Linked DNA regions of Anas platyrhynchos: region 1 is linked to region 2. Evidence: chromatin contacts called from public Hi-C data. All regions are on one chromosome and are shown on one strand. Each heading gives the region's core, a stretch centred on a gene start, on an enhancer-like site or on the middle of the called end of the contact. The rest is flanking DNA. Distances are from core to core; before and after follow the strand shown.

What was found. Hi-C and Micro-C count contacts between places; a contact is called where the count stands out from the background.
Region 1: a contact with region 2 is called in a Hi-C map of skeletal muscle, with 3 times the contacts expected there. The contact joins two enhancer-like sites. A contact is called at or near these places in 4 of 8 Hi-C or Micro-C datasets (liver, skeletal muscle and subcutaneous adipose tissue).

What each region holds. Positions count from the first base shown.
Region 1 is chr5:24,436,727-24,443,538 of IASCAAS_PekinDuck_T2T, reverse strand. The region is part of intron 1 of SYNDIG1L (synapse differentiation inducing 1 like); the gene reads right to left. Among named protein-coding and RNA genes, the nearest start is that of SYNDIG1L, 5.2 kb to the right of the region's middle. Within about 2 kb of position 3,493, at least 2 of the 8 cell types and tissues checked have an H3K27ac peak or open chromatin away from gene starts, as enhancers often do.
Region 2 is chr5:24,324,495-24,331,387 of IASCAAS_PekinDuck_T2T, reverse strand. AREL1 (apoptosis resistant E3 ubiquitin protein ligase 1) reads right to left here. Exons shown (of 20, transcript XM_072038454.1): 20 at 5,675-6,893. Among named protein-coding and RNA genes, the nearest start is that of LTBP2, 15 kb to the left of the region's middle. Within about 2 kb of position 3,492, at least 2 of the 8 cell types and tissues checked have an H3K27ac peak or open chromatin away from gene starts, as enhancers often do.

The DNA of each region.
Region 1 (6,812 bases), core at 2,244-4,743, 110 kb before region 2:
AAAGCCAGGATCCCTCAGCTACAGATGTCAACACCAATTCCTGCCTCAGGAAAATTCCCCTCCCTGCTCCGTTCCTCCATTTCAGAGCGCTGAAACACCGCCCTGCTTCTTCTCTTTTTTTTTTTTTTTCTTTTTGGCATGAAAATTTCTGAGATGAAATGTTTCAACCCCGTTTCTTCCGAGGAGCGCTTGCTATTTTGGCTCTCCAACCCACCTTGGCACAAAGACACTGCGTAGTGAGATACCCGAATCCCCCAGGAGAGAGAGAAACGATCGCCCTGTGCTCCTCGGCACCCGAGCGCTGTGTTTTACAGCCGCTCTCCGGCACCTTCCCGGCTCCCGGAGCGTGCCACCCTCTTGCCTCGCAAGCCCAAAGGTTGCTTCTCCTCCCCAGAGACCTCTGCAGCTGCTTCCTCTGCAGGATGCTGCGCGGCAGAGGCACGCTGCCACCTGCTACAGGGCTCCCAGTGGCGCACCAGCCTTTCTGACGGGAGGTGCATCACCTTGGCTCCAAACCAACCCTCGGGAGGAAAACAGAAATGAAGGAGTTGGAGCCGAAAGCTCCAGGGAGTGAACAGCCCGATTGCCTCCCAAGCGGTCCTGTTCCCCTCAGACGAATTCTGCCACAGTGCACAGGTTTGAGTGCTGTAGCCTGTTGTAAATGTCCTCGTTGATGGGTTTTGTTTTGGCAGCGGTCGTTGCATTTTGGAAAGCTGTTCAGGAAAATGAAGCCATTCAAAAGCACTCCTGCATCGCTAAAGCACTGCACATTTTGGCGAGTGCCCTCCACACCTCCCTCCCCCAAATCATTGTCTGCTCTCCTCACCCTCCCACCTTACTAATAAAGCACTCAGTGGCTCCTGTGGCAGATGGCTGCGAAGCATTTTCCCAATATTTAAAGACGATGCCTATTGGTACCACAGAGCATTTTATTTCCTGCACAGAGCCAGATAAATGTGCTCGGAGCACAAAGCCTCCTCCCTGCTTCCAGGTGAGGAACGCACAAACATCTTCTTTGCTTCCCTCAACATGCAGATTAGATTTCTGATGAAATATGTTTCTTTTTTAATGAAATTATAAGGGCTGACCAGACCCTGAGCATCCCTCAAATGTAGGAGCCCAACCTGGAGCAGGACACCTTGCAGCAGGACACCAAGGTCCAGCAAGAGAGAGCTGGTGGTTGTGCTGAGGCACCAACACCTCGTCTCCAGAAGTGTTTCTGGCTCTGAACCACGATGGAGAGGGATGGCAACCTGCTGGGATCCGAGCCCAAATGTGCTGGGAAGCAGCCGCAGCCGGGCTGTGGGCAGGCTGCCAGCAAGAGGATGCTGCAGGCGTGGAGGATGCTGCCTGTCATGCACCAGGTCGTCGGCACCGATTTTGAGGAGGGAGAGAGGTGTGTGGCAAAGCTGCTGGCTCACAGCTGGCTGGCACTCAGCACATGGGCTGAAGAAAGAAGGGCCAAGAGGCATTAGGAACCCCAAAAGTGGCGTGGGAGAAGGCAGGGGGTGCTCAGGGTGTGTGCTCTGAAGCGCACGAGCTGGATGAAGTGGGGCTGCCACCTCCAGCAGGGGCTGCAGGAGGGGTCCTCGTGGCCACATGGGGAGCCCAGAAGAGCAACTCCTCTCTCTGGGAGAAGCATGGGGTGGTAACGGGGCTGCTGGGACCAGGAGGAAATGAAGAATGAAGGTCTCACTGCCATTCTCATACAGATGCAGCGGGACCATGGAGTGCAGCTGTAGCACCCATTGGGCTGACTGCAATGGCACGCCTCTGCAGGGCAGGCTTGTACCATGCACTGGGCCATAAAAACACCAGAGATAATACTGGAGGGAATCACGGGGAGAGTGCAGGGCTGGGAAGAACCAGTGCAGCCCTGCGGTCTTCCCCAAACCCCATTCGTTTTATCTGGATCCCATAGAGAATTTGGCCACACTGGGACTGAATAAAGTAAGCCCGGTAATAACCAGGCTTGGGGGAAGAGGAACGGAACAGACATCCTCTGGCCTTGTGTCCGGCCAGGACACCCCTGAGGGGCAGAGCCCCGTGCCTCAGCCATCACTGCAGGCAGGCTGAGCCCTGCAGAGGACAGGAGCAAATGCTGGCTCCCTGCAAACTGCTTCATCCCCCTGGCACCACGAACCATGAGACTGGGCTCCCCCAGGCTCCCCCAGGCAGCTGCAGCGTTCTCCAGCCCATTGCTGGATGGAAAGAGCCAAAATAAGGCCTGACAATAACGAGGTGCCAACCCCAGCTCTGCTCATCGTGCAGCCCAGCCCCGCACCCCGGCCCCGTGGCTGGCGCAGGTTGGCGGCGCAGCCCTCGCTGGGACCCTCAGCGCAGATGCTGGCCACGATAAGCCCAGTTAATGGTGAATTAAGTAGCTGTTCCAGGAATCAATCATCGTCTAATTGCCCTGTCAAGCAAACACTCTGCCTGGCTTCCCGGGCTCATTAGGAGGTTGGGATTTCTTTGCACGTCCCCAGGCTCCCGAGTGAGAAGGTCAGCTCTGCCTGGCCAGAGGCTGTCCCTTGGGACCAGCACCCTGCAGGCTGGCGTGCTCGGGGAGTGATGCCCGCTGTGCTGCCGTGTCCCTGATGGGTCTGGGGGCAGGGGACAGCACAAACTGCTGGGAAGCAGCATCACAGAGAGGTACAGCTGCTGTGGCCCCAGGACAGCAACGGTCCCACTCCTGATGGAGCAGGGACATGGAGATGTGGCCGGCACCCTTCCCATCACAGCTGTGAGCCTTGGGGTCAGGTGCAGCTCGAGGGGAGAATAAAAACCCTTTTATCAGGCCAGCAGGCATCGCTGCAGAAAGCAGCCGTGCTCTGGCTGGCGGAGGAGGAATGAGGAATGAGGACACGTGGCGGCAGCCGTGGCACCCAGAGGAGCAAAGGGGCACGGTGGGGGCAGCGGTGGGAGAGGATTGACACGGAGCCAACAGGCACGGGTTAGAGGGAGGACAGCTGAGCGTGTTTGTGATGGGAAGCAGCAAATTCACAACTTCAATGCAGCCAGTTTGATGGAGCTGGAAGGGGTGAGCTGATCTCTCACTCGTCTGATCTCCTAACGGGTACAGAGCCAGGGCCTCGGCAGCGGGCTCCCGGCTCCAGCAGAGACGAAATTGCTGCGAGAATTGGGACGCGGTGGGCTGCTTCTCAAGGCTGGCGAGTCAAATTGGGCAATTTCCAGGTGGAAGCCGAGCCTTTGCTCTCCCTGGTTAAAACGTTTCTCTGCAGCAGCGCTTCCACCCCGCTGCGCCCAGAGCTCCTGCGCCGCTCCTAACGGGGAGCAACAGCACATCCAGCCCCCGGGGCGCTTCGGCAGCAGCGACCCCAGCCCCTAAACCTCTGGAAATCAACTCCGGCCGTGAGCTCCGAGCTAGGAGAAGGGGGCTGCCCTCCAACCCCGGCTGTCCTGCCCCCGGGGGGCCGCTGCCACCGCGTCCCCTCGGGCCCGGCGTTTGGAGAGGTGGCCGCTAGATGTCCCAGGTGCTCCACGCAGCGCGGGGGCCGGGGGAAGGCACAGAGTGGAAAGGCACCGGGGGGGTCCCCAAGTGCGTGCCCCGGCTGCGAGGGGGGCGTTCACCGAGCTGGGGGGCGGTGGGGATGGAGGAGGGCTGGAGGAGAGGGGTGGTGGTGAGACACGCGGCTGTGCGGGCGGCTAGGTGTAAAATTAGCACGTCCGGAGTCTCTCCGTGTCCTTTTTTTTCAGCTGGAGAGACACCAAGTAAACAAAGCTGCTGGCAGGAGTTCCCGCAGCCTGGCTCGGGGTGCGGGGTGCGATGCAGGGGCTGCCCTGGCGCTGCAGCCTGTGGGGTGGCTGCCCAAGGGGTGACCTGGCCGGCAGCACTGGGCTGGGGAGGTGGCCAGGACAGGATTGGGGCTGGGTGAGCCCTGGAGGTGCCAACAGCCGCGCTGGGACCATCAGCTCAGCCCTAGGGACTTGTGCACTTGCGCCCACCCAACCTCCAGCCCCGCAGAGCGCTCAGCAGCCAGCCCTGGTGAGCAGCGGGAGCACTCGGTGCCCATCAAAACCGATTGATAGCTCCCACCGGAGGCCTCTGTGCCTTGCCACACGTTGGTTTGATGGCCAAGAGGGATTGCTGGGGGAAAGCACGGGTCAGCACGATGACTCCAGCGCGGGGAGGCTGCCGGGGCTGTCGCTCAGCATCGCCAGCCCTTGGAGGCACCAGCCCGCCAGGAGAGCTCGGCCACACAATTCCAGCCCAGAATTTCCAGGGAAAAGCAAATTCCCATCCTGCTGCAACACCCAAATCACCGGCCTGGAGGAACATCACCCCAGGCTGGGGGCAGGCTTCAAGCTCCCCTTGCCCAGCTCAGGACCACCCTCAGGAAATCTTGTGGCTGCTGCACGCGAAGCTGCCTGGAGAGATGGGTACTGGCTCCCAGCCCTCAGTGCAACAGCCTGCCTGGAAACACCCGTGTGTGTAGGGCTGCTGAGAACCAAAATTACGGGGCCTTGTGCCTTGCAGAAGCTCGCAGCCTGGAGGCAGACCCGTTCCTTGCCCAGACCAGGCTCCCTGCATGGGGTGCCCGCATGGACACCAAGCCCACGCTGCCAGGAGCAGCTCACGGAGCTCCCCCAAGGCTCTCTGATGGCCAGGGTGTTCTTGCTGCTGCTGGGAGGCACACAGAAGCTTGTGCCTGTGGATTGTAATTTTACTCATGGCTGGTTTTCCTACGCCAGTGGTTACAGTCTTCGGTTTCCCATCACATTTTCCTCATCACTATTTATACCTAGCACTGAACTGCACACGGTGGGTATCCCAGGTGGCTCCAAGCTCCTCTCATGTCTCCTTACATGTCACCCTGTGCTCCAGTCCCACCATCTCCACTTCAAGGCTCTTTTCCTTCACGTCCCCCAGGCCATGGCACCCTGAGGTGCTCCCCTGGCCACAGCCTGCCACCCAGAGCAGGAGTGACCTGGCAAACATCACCCTGCTTTCCTCCAGGAGAGAGACCTGAACCCCGGCTTCATCCTGGATCTCCCTCCAAGTCCCCCCTCTGTCAGTCGAGGCTGGCAATGTAAAGCAGTTGTTCGGGGCTGCTCATTTGTCTCTGTTTAAAACATATACGTACAAATGATTCATAACCACCCTGAAGGCTGACGCATGCCATCACCTCCCTTCCCCACCGTCCTGTTTATTTTATCTGCCTTCATTCAGCTCAGGGCTATTTCCACCCTGCTTGCTGTGGCCCTGTTCTCCTGGGGCATCCCTGTGCCCCTGCACACTTCAGATGTTTAATTCATTTGCCAATGAGCTGCTCTCCCTTTAAAAAATGAACTTACACTCTGGGCACGGCACATCTCTAGCTTATTTTTCCAACCCCTAAGTTTCCAAACACGGCCTGTGCTCATCGTGGGTGCAGCCAGCTGGTCTCCAGCAGAGGAAGAGATCCCTCCATTCCTGCTCCAAACAAACCTCAAAGGTTAGGCTGTCACCCAGCTGCAGCTCTTGCTGGCAGCTCTTGCTGGCCCTGCAGCCCCCTGGGGCAGCCAGGAGCATCTGCAAGGGCAAAGACACGCAGGACACGACTGCTAGGTTACCTGCCATGGGGCTGGGAAGAGCCGATGAAAACCGATGTCATGTGCTCTTTTTAATGTCTCTGTCAAGTCCTGACCACGGCTTGCTGAGTGGCCCCCTGAGCTTGCCCTTGCCTTTGCTGTATCCATGCTTTCCCTCTCTTTCTGGCTCATTGCTCTTCCCCAGGCTGGATTTAGACCAGCCCCTCCTGGCACTGCGCTCAGGCTGCACCCCTAAAGCTGCTGTCAGCATGCTCCTGGCATGTCCCTGCTGCATGGGGACAAGCCACAGCCCCGTCCATCTCACCCTGCCTGGCATCTTGGGGTCTGTGGGGTCTGCGGGGCATTCGGGGAGAGCCCAGCCCCGGAGCTCCACCACAACTGGGGAGGCTCGACCTGGCCCCATGGGGCTGGGTGGAAATTGTCACGCAATCATTTGGTTCTCCAGAAACAGAGCCTGGGGACAAACCCTGTGCCTGCCTTTGTTTTTCAAGAGAGAGATGAAACGTTTCGCTCCAAAGGGAAGCTGTTGGAAGCGAGGCACCTGAAAAACACTGGAGACGAGTGCAGCTTTCCCCTCCAGGCTGACCAAGGCATTTGGACTGCTTTGCTGCCTTTTGCGCTTCACTAAGAAGCAGCAGCAGTAAGACTATTTGGAGGAAATCTATAATGGACTTTTTTTTTTTTTCCTGTCTCAATGCTGTGGCTTGGCTCCTCAGCTGGAAAAGTCAATCATTTGCCCATCACTAATTCTACAGATAGAGAAAAGCTGGCTCAAGATCTGGCCTAAAATAACCCCCTTGAACTTGTACCACGAGCACTGCCTGCCAGAATCAGGCCCAGCTTTAGAAAATAGGCAGAAAAGAGCAAAAAATCTGCCTGATTCAGAGCAAATGCCTGCAAGAGAGCTAGAAAACAACTCCGGGCATGGCTGTTAAACAGGAGGGAGGGCAGTGGTCAAGGAGAGGTGAGAGACCTGGGGAAGGGGCATGGTGCTTCAGTGTCCGGAGGGTCTGATGCCAACGGGGTTGGGGGCAGGATGGGCAGAGCTGTGGGCTTCACCTCGTCCTCCCCCACCTCAGAGGGCAGGGAGGGGTTTGGTACCAGGCAAAAGCCGGGATTTGCTGTACAAATTCACCGCGCCGGAGCTGCAGCAAATTACTCATTCTTTAATAATCGTGTTTATTACCTGCCTCTGATGGTGGTTCAGGGAGTTGAAGTGAAGCCGATTCAGCTCCCCGAAGCTTTCGGTCTGCCAGCCA
Region 2 (6,893 bases), core at 2,243-4,742:
AGTTTCTCCCCTTCTACACCCACCCAGCTTTGCACACAGCCTGATGGATTAAGCAGAACGTGACCCCACTACTCTTTTACCCCTCACCCCTGGCACCACGAGGATGGAGATGAGCAGAGAGCCACAGGGTGATTTCGCAGGGGATGTCCGGGCAGGATTATCTCAGGGCTCCTGGACCAAAGAGGCAGCTTCCCAGCCTTTGGAAACCTCCTCGTCTTTGTTCCTTGGCCTTCTGGGGTTGGGGGAAGGGATCCCAATGAACATGTTTGTGCTGTTCGTCTTAATAGGGTGTTGTGTAATGCAGAGGGAAGTGACTACACTGGGAACCCCAGCTGAGAACAGAGACTTTAATCCTGCTGCCCAGAGAAAACTTGGAAAAAATACCTACATCTGTTGTGTTGCATTAGGCTCATGGCTCAGAGGCTGACAGCTGACCCTGGTTGCTCGTTATGCCAAGGTACAGCCCCTGCCAAACAGTGCCAGGGGAAATTACCATGACTGATTGGGAAGGCAAAAGGCAGCCAGAGAAAACTGGGGAGGGCACCCCCCCCCCAGCGCAGGTTTCTGGGGAAGGAAGGCCAAGCCAGACTTCATCTTCCCCACAGCCACAGTCGCAAATGGAGCAGAGGAGCAGTGGAAAACAGAGCAGGGGATGAGATGCAGGGGGAGGGATGAAGGTGAGGAGGCAGAGATGAAATGACAACTGCAGCCGTAGCCATCGGGATCGCTGAGGACGGTTTTCAGCAGACAGCCCCCCCTTGATTCCCTGAGCCTGTGCTAGGCCGGGGCCATGGAGGAAAAAGCATGCTCTTGTGCCTGCAGGCAGGGCTGGCGGCTCGAGGAGGGCACAGAGCGGACATGGCCCAGCAGTCCACAGAGACTACACAGGAACTTGTCCGGGTGACAGAACAACACTGCCAAAATTCAGCTAAGGCAGCAGACAGCCAGACAGTCTGCAAACGTGCCAAAGACTCCTGAGGTGCAGAGGGACACACGGGTGCCAGCACCCACCAGGGCCACAGGGCACGAGGGAGAGCCCCCCTTACAGGCCCAGCAGGATGCTGCGGGTGGCCCTTCCCGAGAGGGAAGAGGGTTTCTGGAAAGCTGTTAACACCCAGTTCCGTGAAGGATCTGCCTGTTCCTTGTTCAAGTATTAAATTAGCTTGATCCTAATTAGCTTGAGAACTATGACAGGATTAAAGCAGATTCTGCTGTCCTCTTCCTGCCTGGAGCCGCCAGCTGCCAAACACTCCTCCAGGTTAGCATCCTGGGCTTGCTTCGAGGCAGGCAGGAGGAAGCAGAGAGAAAGCTGCTTTTAACTCCTGTCCGTCAGAGGCAGGGTTTGGCCCCGAAGCAGGAAGGTTTGTTTGCTTTAAATCTTATTTAACCATGGGTGTTTTCATTATCCACATCCATGTCGCACCCTTTTATCCTCCCTTGGGGAGGGCAGGGAGGAAAGCTCTCGCTTTCCTCAGTCCATCTGTGGAGCAGACAGCTCCGCTCAGCCACGTGCTCCTTGCCTTTCAGTCCCTGCTGGCAGCCGCTTTGACCGTGTTCGACAAGACAAAGGGATCGGGAGGAGCTGTGCGTTTCCTCTGCACCCTCTTATCCTTTTATAGGCTTCTGCTTCAACACCACAGCCTCGTAGCAGCACCCGAGCCTCTGCCTGGGCCTTCACACAACCCCAGGCCTCCAAGGCTGAACCCAGCACCTGAGGAGCAGAGAGAGGTGTGGAACTGAGAAATGCAGACCGACAGGCACTTTCTGGTTGATAAGTGTTTCTGGAGTCTGAAGATGCCTCAGGTGCAGCATCACCATCCTACCCCCTTCCCTGGTGCCTTTCCCTCTGCTCTTTGCAGTGCCACTGAGCAGAGCAGTCAGCACCAACCGAGTTAGCTCTGCTTCCATTCCCACAGGCTCTCCGGAAAGCTGCGGTGCCTGCAGCTAATAGAGAAGTCCATTTCATTATAATGAGCCCTAAAAGGAGAACATCAGCTCTGTGTATAAACTCAATTACGCTTCCGTGGTCCATGTGGTAAAGCTCCCTCTCCCCCCTCACGCCGATGACTAATGTGTGTCCAAGAGCCTGAGGGAACGCATCTAATCTGGTTAGTGTTACTGCTGGTGTTTGTCCGTATCGAGCACATTATTCCTGCTGAGCTATTTGTCCTCAGCCTCCTGAGAGAGCCTGCTGCAGGTTAATCACAGGCGCGTAAATCCAGCTTCCTCCCATGCGTTTTCATGTGGTTGGAAACCAAAAGGGCAAGGGGGAGAGGGGCAGCGGGGACGAGGGGACGGTTCCTGGGTGCTGCCTTCCCCTACACCCCAAGCTGAGGGTTAGAGCAAGAAAATCTGCCGGCCAACCCCTCTGCTAGACCAAGAGGTTGCCTGAAAATAAGGGAATAAATAAAAAGGCAGCGGGAACCCAACCCGCAGGGTTTCAAGGCGACTATCGGCCCCCCTCTGGTGGCCAAGCAGCTGCAGGCACCCACTGTCGGCAGCGCCGGGCTGCCACCTCGCTGCCACCTCGCTGTCACCTCGCTGTCATCTGGCTGCTGGTCAGGGAAAAGGCTCATTGCCAGACCAGCCGGCGGCTGCCCATCCTTCCCCTTCTCTCTCCTGGAGCCCCAGTCCCGAAACAGGGCCCTGTTGTGCCAGGGGCTGCACAGGAGACTGTCAGCTCCTTGGGGTGGGGGCGACTCGGAGACAAAGGATGGGAAGATGGGGACGAGGAGACACGCCAGCACTGGTTAGCATCCCAGAGTGGTCCTGGGTGCTCTTGTCGATGGGCAGGACACAGCCCAACGACTGTGTCTAACTAGAAGACCCCAGGGCAATATATTTCCTACCACAATTTTTAGTTGCAGCAGTTGCTACCAGCGTGTCGCATGCTGGTCCCAAGCATTAGAAGGGCCTAGGAGGGGGAAGGCAGCGTACCACTGACTGCCCTAATCACAAACTAGTGATAAGGTGGCTGCCAGTGCTCCCTACGTGAATGGCTGAGGCTGTTCCCCACCAGCAACGAAGGTTTCCATGACTCTGATCTAGCCTCTAAGCAGCAAACTGCTTCCCTGGGCACATCCGAGCCTCCTGGCGCTGCTTTCTTCATCCTCCAAGAGGACCAGAGAGAGATCTCTTTCCCTGTGTCTCTCCAGCCACTGCAGCGAGTGGCACTGCTCCATCGCACAGCAACCTTACGCTTCAGCTACCGGCGCACAAGAGAGCCCCAGGCAGCTGTTCATGCTGGTAAGAGATTAAATTTCTAAGATTACTTAGACAATTGCATCAGTTTACAGGGCTTCAGCATTATGCTAGCATAAATCCCTAAATTAAGGGATGGGTACGGGCCAACACGCTTCTCACAGCTTATCAGAGAGTTGCCTCAAGAGGGAGAGAAGAATGTGGTTTTGGCCACTGCAGAGTCACTCCCCCCACAAAAACACCCAAATTCACTCTGGCCTTCACATGCCTCACAGAAAACCCTGGAGCAGCCTTAGGCCAATTCTAGTCTCTCCATCCCTCATCTGGTGCAAGAGCCCAGCTTCCTTTGTCTGTATTCACTGCAGCTTGTCCCAAGAACAGCTTGGCTCCCAGCCCCGCTCCCCACTTCCAACCCAGTGTGCAACTGCCCACGCCCCAGCATACTTCGTAGCACGCCATCCCAGCAGAAGGGTAGCTGGAAAAGACTGATCAGGAATTTTGGGTGAACTTCAGCTACAGCTGTTTTGTTTTACTGAAAAAAAAAAAAAAAAAAAAAAAAAGTTATAGCAAATTATGTCTAAAAATGAACACATTCATGCAGCAACACCTCCCTCCTACAATCAAGTTCCATGCTCTTGAGAGCAGAGATTAGGGTTTCTCACGCATTCAATGAAAAAAAAAATATAGAAGAGAAAAGCAAAGAAAAACCACAAAGCACAAATAAGAAGAGAGTTTAACAGGAAGATTCGAAAATTGCAGATTGTGCACCGGAAGGTTTATGCCAAGACAGGCTGAGGTTCTGGTGGACTGCAATGTTTCCCATAAGTGTTTTTCTTTTCTAGTTCCCATAATCATATGTTTGAACTTTTTTCTCATGTGCCAGTCAGACACAAGATGGTAGCAGAACAGCCAGAAATGTAAAAAGCGTACATATTCACTATGGGAATGAGGAGTTACTGCTTGGTTCATAACGTTATAGCTGGGCTGGTCAGTTGAAAGAGAAAAAAAAATACTATCCAAATAAAGCGTGTTTTCCCCCAGTGCTCCACTCACTCAGGTTATCTGAAGAAACATCACAATAAAGTGGTGACCAGGGCAGCCAGATGGCATCACACATCCTGCCATCAGGGGCAGAAACTTTAGCACCTCCATCACGCTGAAGTCATTCAGTCCACCAAGCTCTCCTTCACACCCAAAGGGATCGTGTTTCTGAAAATGCCAGCCTCAGCTTGGCTCTCTTCCCACGAGAAATACCAGGCACGGCACATAAAGACACGTCCACGTGGTTTGCTGTGCATCATTTTGGTCAGGTTGCAGACAAGCTGTTCGCCTTTAAGTGCCTTCACCCCAGCCCTAGACTCACAACCACAGATTTCCAGGGGATGCTAGGACTTAGTCTCTGGATTCTTCATGACACCACTGCTTCATCTGCCCTCTCTGAGTCGAGAATAAGAAGGCCTTGTTCCTGCAGGGAGCTTCGAAATAATGCCACCACCCAGTACAACACCAGAGGCAATCCCCAAACCTCACATATACTGCTCACTCTCTTCTTTAGCCAGAATTCAGGTCCTGACAGCCAGAACCAAGGCTAGATGCTGGTTTCACAATCTGTAACAGCATCTGCCAAGTTACATGGCGGACTGCATGCAGAGAGCCAGTGCTATGCGCTCCAAAGATGGGCTAAATATTTGCACAGCTCAGGAAATGCTGTTTTCATTGCTTATAGGCAGCAATGCTAACAGACACAAATACTTTGCAGAATTTACTCAAGCTTAAAAATAAATATTTTAATCCTTAATCTTAAAAAAAAAAAAAAAAAAAAAAAAAAACAGTCCAAGGAAAACTAGTGGTAAATGCCCTTTTCATCCAAGCTGGGAGCAGCTCAAGCTCAGAGAATCACAGCAATTCAGTACGGCCTCTGAAGGTTACCAGCTGAAACCTTACCAAGTTGTTTGTTAGCAGGCACTTGCACACACAGGCACCCTGCAATCTGAAAGCCTCTTGTACAAGGTAAGAAGACACAAAGGTCTCAGATACCTCCCCTTTCCCTTTCTCTTTTCATCCAGCCCTCTTGGCTGTACAGGGAAACACAAGCAGCATCAACACCTGCAGCTCAGAGTGAGTCAGGTGGCACACAGTGAGATTAAAACCTACCTGCACCAGCTGCATTCTTAACGTACACACAGAATTCCTTAAAATACCCTCTGGCTTTACCAGTTGCTTCTGCCCATTTTCCAGAAGCCTCACAGCAGCGTGCGAGCCCTGGAGCAGAATGCTGCCCCTTCCCAGGATCTCAGAGGACCTGGGTTCAGTCGGGCACCCTGCAAGGCCACAGGCAGAGCTCACCCTTTACCCTCTGCAGGGAGCCTCAGCAAGAGGCCCGGAGACCTGAAGCAGCCCCTCACCCCTGCACAGCATTGTCCAGCTTGATTCCCTCTGCACAGCCCAGAAAGAACACTGAGCAACAAGGCAGCATTTTTAAAATATTTTATTTATTATACAAACTATTTACAAAATCAGCTACTACAACCACAGGCTTCCAAATTTTGGCTGAACTCTGCCAGAAATTCAACAGAGGGAACTAGAATCTGACCTGTATCATCCACAGCTCCTTGTTTCTAAAAACATGCAACATGGTCTGCAGGTGCAGGCTGAAGCCAGACCCCAAAAACAGCTTCAGGAAACGTGGAACCTGTCTGACACAGTACCAGGATCCTAAAGCCTTCTAGGGAAGTGCCTCTATCAAGTGGGAATAAATAAGGATAAAAAGAAAAGTAACAAGCCTGTGTCAGATGAAACATGACCAGAGCGCATCCCCGCTGCCAGTGGTAAGGGCAGCATAAAAAGTGAACACACTTTTAAGGGTATAAAGCTAGAGACAAGTTTAGAAACATTGTGAGGGATCCCAGGAACACGGGATCACCTAGGAGCCTGTGGAGACAATGGAGATGGGTTTAACTGACTAACAGCACCTGCACCCATCACAGTTCTGACTGCGCTTGTGTTGAGAAGTTCCTTGGCTCTGTACAGCCACTGAGAAGTGTGGGGTGCTGGCTGTAGGACAGTAAGAAACTTTAAGGAGCTCTTTCCAGCAGAGGAAGACTGCCCAATGTCCGGCTACTTCGTCCTCAGAGTAAAGAAGTCCAGCTCAGTAGAAGGGAGGATTCCTGAGGAAGATGTCATTGGCAAAGTTGGCCCATACCTACGAGTCTGGAGATGTTCTCAGCAGGTGAGACTGCAAGACAGGGCTGCAACGTGGGAAGGGCAGCAGGCTGCACCTCCCAGCAAACAGGAGTCAAGCCAAGCACCGCCACCTTTCTCTCAGCCTCTGGAGAAAGCAGTCAAGTGGTGGTGCAGAGAAGACAGCAGCCACGCCTGTACCGACCATGGAAGCCACCCACGGTGTAAAAAACAGCACTGTGCTCTCCACCCAAAGGTCAGGACCCTACAAAACGGAGACTGCGCTAGAAAGGGGAGCACAGACACTACTGAAGTGACCTGTCAGAGCACAGTGGTGGCACCTCTCAAGCTGGCAGTCTCCCAGCATCTCGGTGCCAGTGATGGAATGAATTCACAGGGCAAAGAATCCCCCTGAGTAGTCTCAATGCTCAGCTGGCTGCTTTTTGGCACCAAAATGGCTTGTATCTTTCTGTACAGGAGTAGCACACTCAGACCAAGAATGGCTAAGATGC